2 separate regions of the Sus scrofa genome follow, and region 2 is linked to region 1. Evidence: chromatin contacts called from public Hi-C data. All regions are on one chromosome and are shown on one strand. Each heading gives the region's core, a stretch centred on a gene start, on an enhancer-like site or on the middle of the called end of the contact. The rest is flanking DNA. Distances are from core to core; before and after follow the strand shown. Region 1 holds the start of UBE2QL1 (ubiquitin-conjugating enzyme E2Q-like protein 1). Region 2 has its middle 75 kb from the start of MED10.

Region 1 (4,544 bases), core at 2,022-4,521:
TTTTTATAATTTGCTGAGGCTTCACTTTTTCAGATTTTTTATACACTACGATTTAGACTAGCTCATAGACCACAAGAGGCCAGGTGGAGGGCCCCAAATCGGCTAAGATTTTGAAATTAGTAAATAAAAATGTTGCTAATTACTTTCAACAATGAAGTCTCTGATGCGCAAACTCAAGGCAAGGCTCTCAATTTTGGCATATGTATATCTATACATAAACCATGGTTTATCTATATATAAACCAAACACGCACACACACACACACACCACACACACACACACACAGACCTGTCCAATTAAATCAAAGTGCATAGGCACCAACAGAGCTATCATTCAGAGCGGCAATATCAAAGTGGGAAACATTTAACTTACTAAGATATATCTCTTCTAAAAGAAAGTCCTTAGCTCTCACTCGAAATCTTTCATTTCCTGCATCTTTCAAAATGCAGGCTGTGATCCAAGCGACCTCTGGGATCGCTTCCCAAGCGAAATACTATGATTCTGCGGTTTTCAGGCCAAATGACAGTCCTCTTCCCCTGATGCCCAAAGTCACTGCTGTGAAGAATGAAAGAAGTGAGGAGACTGTTCCAGAGAGTTCTGATTAGCAACGCTTTCAGAAACTAATGACAAACACATCTCTTTGAAATCCTCTTCCATGCCACTTGTATCAGTCTTGCTAATCACAGAAACTGGGACCCGACCCCCCCCCCCCCGCCCCGCGCGTCCCTGTGGCTTGACTCACAGGCATTTATCATCCCAGCCAGCCTGGAACGCAGGCTTCAGCATGATCCTTAACTGATACTAAAGCATTAAACCTTGCTCAGTTACAGATGCCTTTCTAGAGCTGCCACAGCCATCCTATTTGGAACTCAAGAAATAAGTGGACGCTAAACCCCAGAGAAGAGGGACCAGCAGGTTAGTCCCTTGGTGAGAGCAGACCTCAGTCAAGACTAAGTGCCTTTCTCCACTGGAGTCATAACGCTTTCTGCTTGGAATCCCTGGAGTTCCACCTCTAGTGACATTGGCGGAACAAGCATTATTTGATTAGTGGGAAAGATCCCGCAGTGAAAGGGACAGAGGCAGGTGACAGGGGACTGATGGCTTCTGAAATACTGGCTGTAGAAAGATCAAACTGAGGTCATTCAGGGTCTTCCAGACAAAACAGCGATTCTTCACAAAGCTAAAAGACACCCATATAAACTTAGGATTTTATTAAGCAATGTTTAATAACGATTCGAGAAAACGCTGAGCCACTTAAACATGATCAAAGGCAGATAATATGGGAAGAGAAAAGCAGACCCTCTGCCTGCAGCGGACGAACTGCAGACGATTCCATCATTCTCTGCTCTCAAGTTCTCTGGGGTTTCTTTTCGGTAAAGCTGCCGCCTGGGGCAGTAAGGCAGAAGATGCAGGCATCCAGTTGCCCTTGATTTTCATTTTTAGTTAAAATCTTTAGCCCCTCCCCGGGGGGCACGAAGAAACCAAAAGAAGAGACAGGTCTGAGGGAGCCCCAGACCTGGAACCACTACTCCAGAGGTGTCAGTCCTGGAAAGAAGCAGGCACCAGGCCTTTCCCTGACCAGAGTCTGGTCTTGTCACTTAAGTACCATTCAAACCACACCTCCGCCTTTCCCGTGAAATTTCTCAAGAGCAAAATTTTCGCTTCGCACTAGGTGATGTTTTGGAGGAAGCAGAGCAAAGGGGCAGATTCACCAGCGGGAGCCTGGCCCTCCGCAGAGCTCCCCACTTACAGAGCCCTCCCGAAATGCTGCGGGGGGGGGGAACCTTTGTGTGTGTGGCCGGACAGGAGCCATAAACTAGGCTGGACTTTTAGATTCTGAGGTCCACGCAAAGTTCCACTCTGCGGGAGATGACAGGGACAGTTGGTGGGGAGAAACCAAGGCGGGGGGGGGGCGGTAGAGGGAAATGGGAGGGGTGGGGGAGAGGAGACGGGGGGGGGGGCCGAGATGGAGGAACGTGGGGAGGTGGCGAAGGGGGGAGGGCAGGGGGAGAGGCGGGCAGCGGGTTAGGACTTGAGCACAGAGGGTAGAGGGGTAGAGTGAGAGGGGGCATAGGGGAGAAAGCGGAGGAGAAAAGGGCGAGGAGGGTGTTCGGGGAGGGAGAGGGCACATCCTAGAGGGATGGGGAGAGGGAGCAAGAGGGAGACCCGCAGGGACTGGGCAGCGCACGCGGGATGCAGAGGTGGAGAAGGAAGAAGGCGCTCCCGGAGGACAAGTGGAGGCGCCGGGAACGTCGCCCCTTCGCAGGCAGGTTTGGAAGGAGCGCCGCGCGCACCAGGGGCGAGCGCAGCCAGCCCCGCGCGCCCAGCCCCGCGCGCCGCGCGCGCCCCCAGCCCCCTGCCCGCTTACCTGGCCCTTGACCAGGCTGGCGGCGAACTGGCGCATGACGGCCTCCACGGTGTAGGCGCTGGACCAGCCGCGCGGCGTGAGCAGCTCCATGCAGATGGCGCCGCCGTCCAGCACGTAGCCGTTCTCCAGGCGCGGGCTGAGCACCCGCATGAAGGGCGGCGAGAAGGGGAAGTTGTCGGGGAAGGTGAGGTTGAGCAGGATGAACTCGGTGTTGGTCTCCTTCATGTCCTGCCACAGCACCGAGTCCTTGTCCACCTGGTGCAGCTTCACGTTCCAGTCGAAGAGGCTCTCGTCCACCAGCTCCACGGAGATGAAGCGGTCGCTGAGACGCGCGATGTCCTGCAGCTCCTTCATGAGCCGCCGGCTGCGCACCTGCGTGCAGTGCTGCTGGCGCGCCGCGGGCACCAGGCTGCCGCCCCCCGCCGCCGCCGCCGCCGCCGCCGCCACCGCCGGGCCCGGCCCCGCCCTGGCGCCCGCCGCCCGCTCCCGGGGGCCCCCGGCGCCCGCCGCCCCCGCCGCCCCCGCCGCGGGCTGCGGCGGCTTGTCGCGCGGGCCAGCTCCGCCGCGCGCTTGCTCTTGCCCTTGCCCGGCCCGGGGCTGGCGTCGCCCGCGCCCCCGGCGGGGTGCTGCTGCTGGGGCTTGTGGCCGCCGCTCTTGGCGCCGCCCTTGCCGCGCAGCGACGCGCTCTGCTGCCGCCGCCGCCGCCGCCGCCGCCGCGGTGGTTGTGGTGGTGCTTGGGGTCCTCGGTGTCCCGGTTGTGCAGGCGGATGAGCCCGATTTTGCGGAGCAGCGTGGCCATTTTAGGCTCGGCGCCGGCGGAGAGCTCCCCTAGGCTCCTGCTCCCGGATCCCGAGAGCCGGGGCGGGGTGGGGGTAGGGGGCGCGGGGCGGCAGCGACCGGCGACCACTCAGCGGGGCGCGGCGCGGGCCACGCCGGGCGCCGGCGGCCGTGGCGCAGCCGAGCGGGCAGCACGCGCGCTCGCCGGCTCCTGGGTCGCCGCTGTCATATGACGGGGCCCGCTCTGGTTCGGGCTCCGGCCGCCCGGGAGGGGAGGCGTGGAGGGGACGCGGCGCGGCTGGCCGTCCACTGGCCGATCCCTGGACGCAGCCCCGAGAGCCCGGTGTCCGCGGTCCTTTGTGCGCGGCCGCAGCCGGGCTAGCTTCGAGTCCGAGCGCCGCGCCGGGGCGCGCAGAGCCGTCCGCAGCGCCCCGGAGGCAGCGAGGTGGCCGCGGGCTCGCGCCGTGCGCGCCCGCCGGGCCGTGCCGCGCTGGCGGCTACTGCGGGGCCCGGGCCGCTGCCGCTGCCGCTGCCGCTCGCGTCGCCGCCGCCGCCGCCGCTGCGGCTGCTGACATTGCAGAGGCGGCTGCTCGGTCTGAGCCCAGCGCGGCGCGGAGGGGGCGGCTCGGCTGGCGGGGGGGGGGGGGGTGGGGGGGCGCGGGGCGGAGCCGCGGGCCTGCCTGCGCCGTGCCGCCCCCGCCGCCTGCCCGCCCGCCCGCCTGCCGCCCGGCTCCCGCGGCGACACGCTAGCGGCCGCTGGGGGGAGACATCGGCGCGCGCCCGGGCGGCCGGGCGCCGGGCTGCGAGGTAGCGGCGGGGGGAGCCGGCAGAAGTGGGGCGAGGGTGGGGAGTGGGGTGAGAAGGGGCTCGCGTGTGCGCAGGTTAATGAGGATCTCCATGGCTCCCGGTCCTTCTGCCCGGGATCCAGGCTCAGCCCCCGGCCCGGCCTCCGATCTCACTTAACCTGGTTAGAAAAAGCCGGAGGGGAAGGGGTGTCGGAGAAGAGTGGAAAGCAACCTGTTTATTGATTCCCTCGCACCCGATGGAGCCCGGTGTCCTACACTGTAACCCTGGGCCGGGGTCTGGGGAACCAGCGCTTTCCCAAAGACAGAGCAAAGAATCAGGGCCTGGGGATGAGGTCGCGGGAAGCATCCCCGCGGCAACCTCGAATCACGACGTTAAAGGGTGAATTCACCCCTGCGGCCGGGCCAGCTCCTCTGCAGCCCGCCACGCCGGAGGGTTCCTGAGTTCCGAAAAGGGGAAGACGCAGCCGCGGGGCATTGGCTTGCGCGGCGGGGGAAAAGCGTCCAGTGCTGGCGCCAGCGGATGCTCAGGGCGCGCGGCTGGGCTTCTGAGGCCCCGGAGTCCCCATTACCCGCGGGTGACCTCGGGGCCCGCC
Region 2 (4,682 bases), core at 1,614-4,113, 120 kb after region 1:
GCTCTGGGGCATGGTTCTCAGAGGTGCCTTCCTACAGACCCCGCTCAGGACTGCACGGTTACTGCCTGTGGATCTGAAGGTCGCTGGGGGCTGACGCCTGCTCACCAATGAGCTGCAAAAAGCAACAGAGGAGAACTCACCCCACAACGGCTAAGTGCCCGGGACAAACACCTCGGCACTTTGACCTTGACAAGGTCACAGTCTTCATCTGGGCTTCCCTCATGGACGTGCCTCCCCATGTGCAGGGAGGCATAGTTTTGTTTTGTTTGTTTGTTTTTGTTTTTGTTTGCTTTTTTAGGGCTGCACCTGTGGCATATGGAGGTTCCCAGGTTAGGGGTCTGATCAGAGCTACAGCTGCCAGCCTACACGCCACAGCCAGATCCGAGCTCATGGCAACGCCGGATCCTTAACTCACTGAACAAGGCCAGGGATCAAACCTGCGTCCTCATGGATGCTAGTCAGATTTGTTACCGCTGAGCTCCGACGGGAACTCAGCAAAGATTAATTTTAATTAAACTTACTTACTTTGAGTTCTTTTGAGGAGCGGTTTTAATACAGAAGAGTAAGAACAGTGCGTGTAGCTGGCATGATGTTAGTGAACAGTAGTGAAAGAAATCCAAGATTACACGAATCATAATTCCATTAAAACAGTTTTATATAAATACAGGGTAGTATCATACTGAAATTACAACTTTCGGCTTAATTTTCTTGACTTTTAAATCTTTGAGTTGTATTTAAATACATTATTTTATTGACGGTGGCATGCTTTTTTTTAACATAATAATTTTCTCTTCTGAAATAACTCATTTTATGTTCGGATAATAGGACTTCATATATTTTGAGCCTGTACCTTCGTAATAAAATGTAAAGCACTTAATCCCCTAAGCTGTACAATCTTTCTGTAACATCCACGGGGAATTTGTAGGTATTAAATTAGCTACACGGGGGCTTTGAAAATAGTCTTCGAATGCTGTAAAAAGATAGTGAGAAATTGAGAACGATAGTAAGGATTATAAGAAAAAAATTAATAATCCGAGATAGCCTACGAAGATTCAAGTAAGGTTTATTTCTATTTCCTACTTATTTGGAATTTCTTGGGGAAGGTGCTGCCCATGGAATGTCACTGCCAGGGTCGCACTGTGGTTGTCGCATGACTGAGCTCTTACAGGAGTGCCTGGGGTTTACCAGCCTGCGGGGTTTTCGGGGCTGTGACTTCATCTCAGCTGCTTCTCTGGCGACCAGACTGACCGCTTCTGCGGGGATGCTAGGCTGTGAATCTCAGCTACGTAGAGTCTACAGGTTTTCTGTGTTTCCTGAATACAACAAAATTGTGCAGATTGTGAACTAAACACTCATTTGCACCTGGTTATCGGTGTCCATTCAGATTGTCAAGAAGCTTGGTCCACTCGAACACAAGCGGCCCATTGTGATGACTGAGAAGGATGGAGAGTGGTGTTATGTCCTTCGGAAACGGTGGAAAAGAATCCTGATATTTGTACATTTCTCCACCTGCTCAAATAATAAATTCAAAAGTAAGATGGTAGGAAACTCCCCATCCCAGCCACCGAAGACACCAAATTAAAAAGCAAGCTGAGGAGTTCCCGTCGTGGCGCAGTGGTTAACAAATCCGACTAGGAAACTTGAGGTTGCAGGTTCGGTCCCTGCCCTTGCTCAGTGGGTTAACGATCTGGCGTTGCTGTGAGCTGTGGTGTAGGTTGCAGACGTGGTTCAGATCCCATGTTGCTGTGGCAGTGGTGTAGGCCAGTGGCTACAGCTCTGATTAGACCCCTAGACTGGGAACCTCCATATGCCTCGAGAGTGGCCCAAGAAATAGCAAAAAGACAAAAAATAAAAAAAAAGCAAGCTGATAGATTTTTGTTGTTCGTTTTGTTTTAGGTTTTTTTTTTTTTTTTTTTTTTAGGGCCAAATCCGCGGCATATGGAAGTTCTCAGGCTAGGGGCCGAATCACAGCCGTAGCTGCCAACCTGCACCACAGCCATAGCAACATGGGATCCGAGCCACATCTGCCATCTACACCACAGCTCACGGCAACGCTGGATCCTTAACCCACTGAGTGAGGCCAGGGATGGAACCTGCCTCCTCGTGGATGCTAGTCGGATTCGTTTCTTCGGCACCGCAACAGAAACTCCCTGTATTTTCTGTCCAAGGCTGTCATTAGAAAAAAGCCCAGATGCTGACCTGCTCCCAAGAAAGGCAGGGTTCCGGTTATAAGGAGAGAAAGCATGTGTCTTACCCTTGGCAGTATTTCTGGCCTTAAGTTGAGAGCAAGTGAGGAAATTGTTTATAAATACCTTCTTAGAGGAGAGAGTGGGACCTCAAATATTGAATTTGCTTCTGAACACCGTGTGAGGAGCCTGGCACACACTGCGGTTAAATATTTGCTGAATGAATGATTAACTAAGTTATCTAGAGTTGCTCTCCTTTTTTTTTTCTTAACCCTCCATTCATTTGAAAGCTATTTTCTCTTTAAGTCTACGATACTCACAGACCAGTGCACAAGCACAAATGGGGGTTTAGTCAACGATACAGTGAAACACCACAAAACTCTCACCAAAGTCAGACAGAAAACAGTCCTGATCCGCTCAGGCTGCTGTAACGAAGTACGGCAGACTGGGCGGCCGGGCTGTTCATAAACAACTGACATTGATGTCTCCCGGCTCTGGAGGCTGAAAGTTCATGGTCATGGGCCTGCGTGGTGGGGGAGTGTCGGGAGACAAGTTTCTACAATCTTTCCCTAGCCTCTCTGTTTCTATTTTCTATGCTAAAAACCCCATCCTGTCCTGCTTTACCTTACCCCGTATTCCTGCTTGACAAACAGTGGCAGTGCTGGGAAATGACTTCAGCTTAAGAACAAAGACCCAAAGGCATCAGCTATTCCTGTGGTCAGCTGAATAGGACATAATGCGCTGGTCTAGGCACGTCGGACCCGTGCAGAGAGGCCCGCCGTGTGCACAGCCTGCTGGGTCCTGTTAAGATAAGAGGAAGATGAGCCTCGTGGCCCCAGGGGTTCATGAGGGGTGTTAGCAGAGTAGCATCAGCAGGGAGACGGAGGTGCAAACCCAGGCACGCTGTCTGCAGGAGCACAGTGGTGATTCTCTAGAATGCTCTGCATCGGTAGCGGACGCCACGCTTCCTCAATGCTAGTGATGGTTCAGTGCCTGAAGGTCAGAATAAAAGCTTAATCAGCAACCGGCTCTGTGACTTTTAAAATAATTAAAAAAACCCTACATCCTGCACCTACAGCCCCCTCCTCACTGAGGTCATCCTCCAGAGCACAGTAAGGCAGTGTGGTTTCTTAAGGCGGCGCTCTTGGTCCCTGAGACCTTGAGTCCCCCGGTTCGGTTCTCACCTTTACTTAAGATAAATGTCTCTGTGTCTTGTTTTCTGTTAACTTTTTCTTAAGTTTCACAGCACCCGTTCTTCCGCCCCAACCTGCGGAGCTCAGCAGGGCAGGGCCGCCTTCTTCTGAATTCTCGCTCTGTCCTCATATGTTGGGAAAGATGAGGGCGGTTTCCGGGGCCTCTTTTATAAGGACTTTCATTGCATTCAGGTGGCCTCCGATGTGCTGCCAAAGGCCTGGGATCCAAAGAGCAGCTCTTGGTCATTAGGTTTCTGACAATGAATTTGGGGGCACAAAATATGCAGACCCTAACGAAACATTTCCAGCCCCCCCAAACCAGCCGTGTCCCTTCCCCATCAGGGCCCTCCCGCTAAAAGCCACCCACATGCGGGCCGTTGCTGTGACCCCCTCCTGGCTTCTCTTTAAGGCTATACCCGCAGGCACAGTCCTTAAGCCCGAGCGCTGTTTTGTTTGCTTTTGTCTTTCTAAGTGGACTCCATCGGTCCGTTTCCTTTCACGCTGGGCTTCTTTGGGCGCCTTCCGTGAGCATCGTTACTGGTCTTGCCGCACGCCGTCCAGTTCGCTCATCTCCTCGGCTGTTCAGCATCCGTCATTCGGATGCGCAGCAAATGATTTGATGATTCTACTGTTAATGGACCTCTGGGCTGTGGACGTGGCTTTGGCTCTTGGAAAGATCACTGCGTCACTGCTCTTGGGCCCTGTCACCGGTGCACGTGGTTCTGTAGAAGGGTCCCCAAAGGCAGTGCTGCTTCCCCCTCCCCCTGCCCTGCCCCTCCCCCTTCCTCCCGCTCTGCCCTGGGCTGTGCATAGAACACAGACAACACATGCCCATTCGTTTGGGGGCATGGCACCTGTCCCTCCGCATGGGCACAGCATGGCCCTAAAGCGTGGACCGCTTATCTCCTGGCTGGCCCCATTCGGGCCCCAAGATCACCTTCTCCACCTCTGCCCCATTGAAAGCAAAGGGAAAGGAATGAGTCACCCTAGGCTTTGCAGTGTGGGAACTGCAAGGATGAAGGGGCTTGAGTAGATACAGATGTTATCAGGTCCTCATCTGAAGCATCACGGCAAGTTGTCACATGGGCATCTAGGAGGATTTCAGCGCTGGAATTGTGAATAACTTATGGCTCAAAATATTTAATGAGATTGAATTATAATTTTAAAACTTACGTAATTACAGCTTTATATAACTTTAAGTTTTTAGTTTATTAATTACAGTTTGTGTTTGACCTCTAATTGTAAAACATGTTTAAAATATTTTAGAAGAAAAATAACTTTTTTTGAGAAAATTCACATAATG

The links. Hi-C and Micro-C count contacts between places; a contact is called where the count stands out from the background.
Region 2: a Hi-C map of liver shows a contact between it and region 1, with 2.3 times the contacts expected there. The contact joins the enhancer-like site here to the promoter of UBE2QL1 in region 1. A contact is called at or near these places in 1 of 5 promoter capture datasets (liver) and 6 of 47 Hi-C or Micro-C datasets (alveolar macrophages, embryonic fibroblasts, liver and 1 more).

What each region holds. Positions count from the first base shown.
Region 1 is chr16:75,471,235-75,475,778 of Sscrofa11.1, forward strand. UBE2QL1 (ubiquitin-conjugating enzyme E2Q-like protein 1) reads right to left here and starts at 3,272. Exons shown (of 4, transcript XM_021076776.1): 1 at 3,063-3,272; 2 at 2,922-3,060; 3 at 2,369-2,919. The coding sequence starts at 3,167.
Region 2 is chr16:75,589,793-75,594,474 of Sscrofa11.1, forward strand. No RefSeq gene overlaps it. Among named protein-coding and RNA genes, the nearest start is that of MED10, 75 kb to the left of the region's middle. Within about 2 kb of position 2,864, at least 8 of the 83 cell types and tissues checked have an H3K27ac peak or open chromatin away from gene starts, as enhancers often do. A contact at or near this core is called in liver, where this site is marked.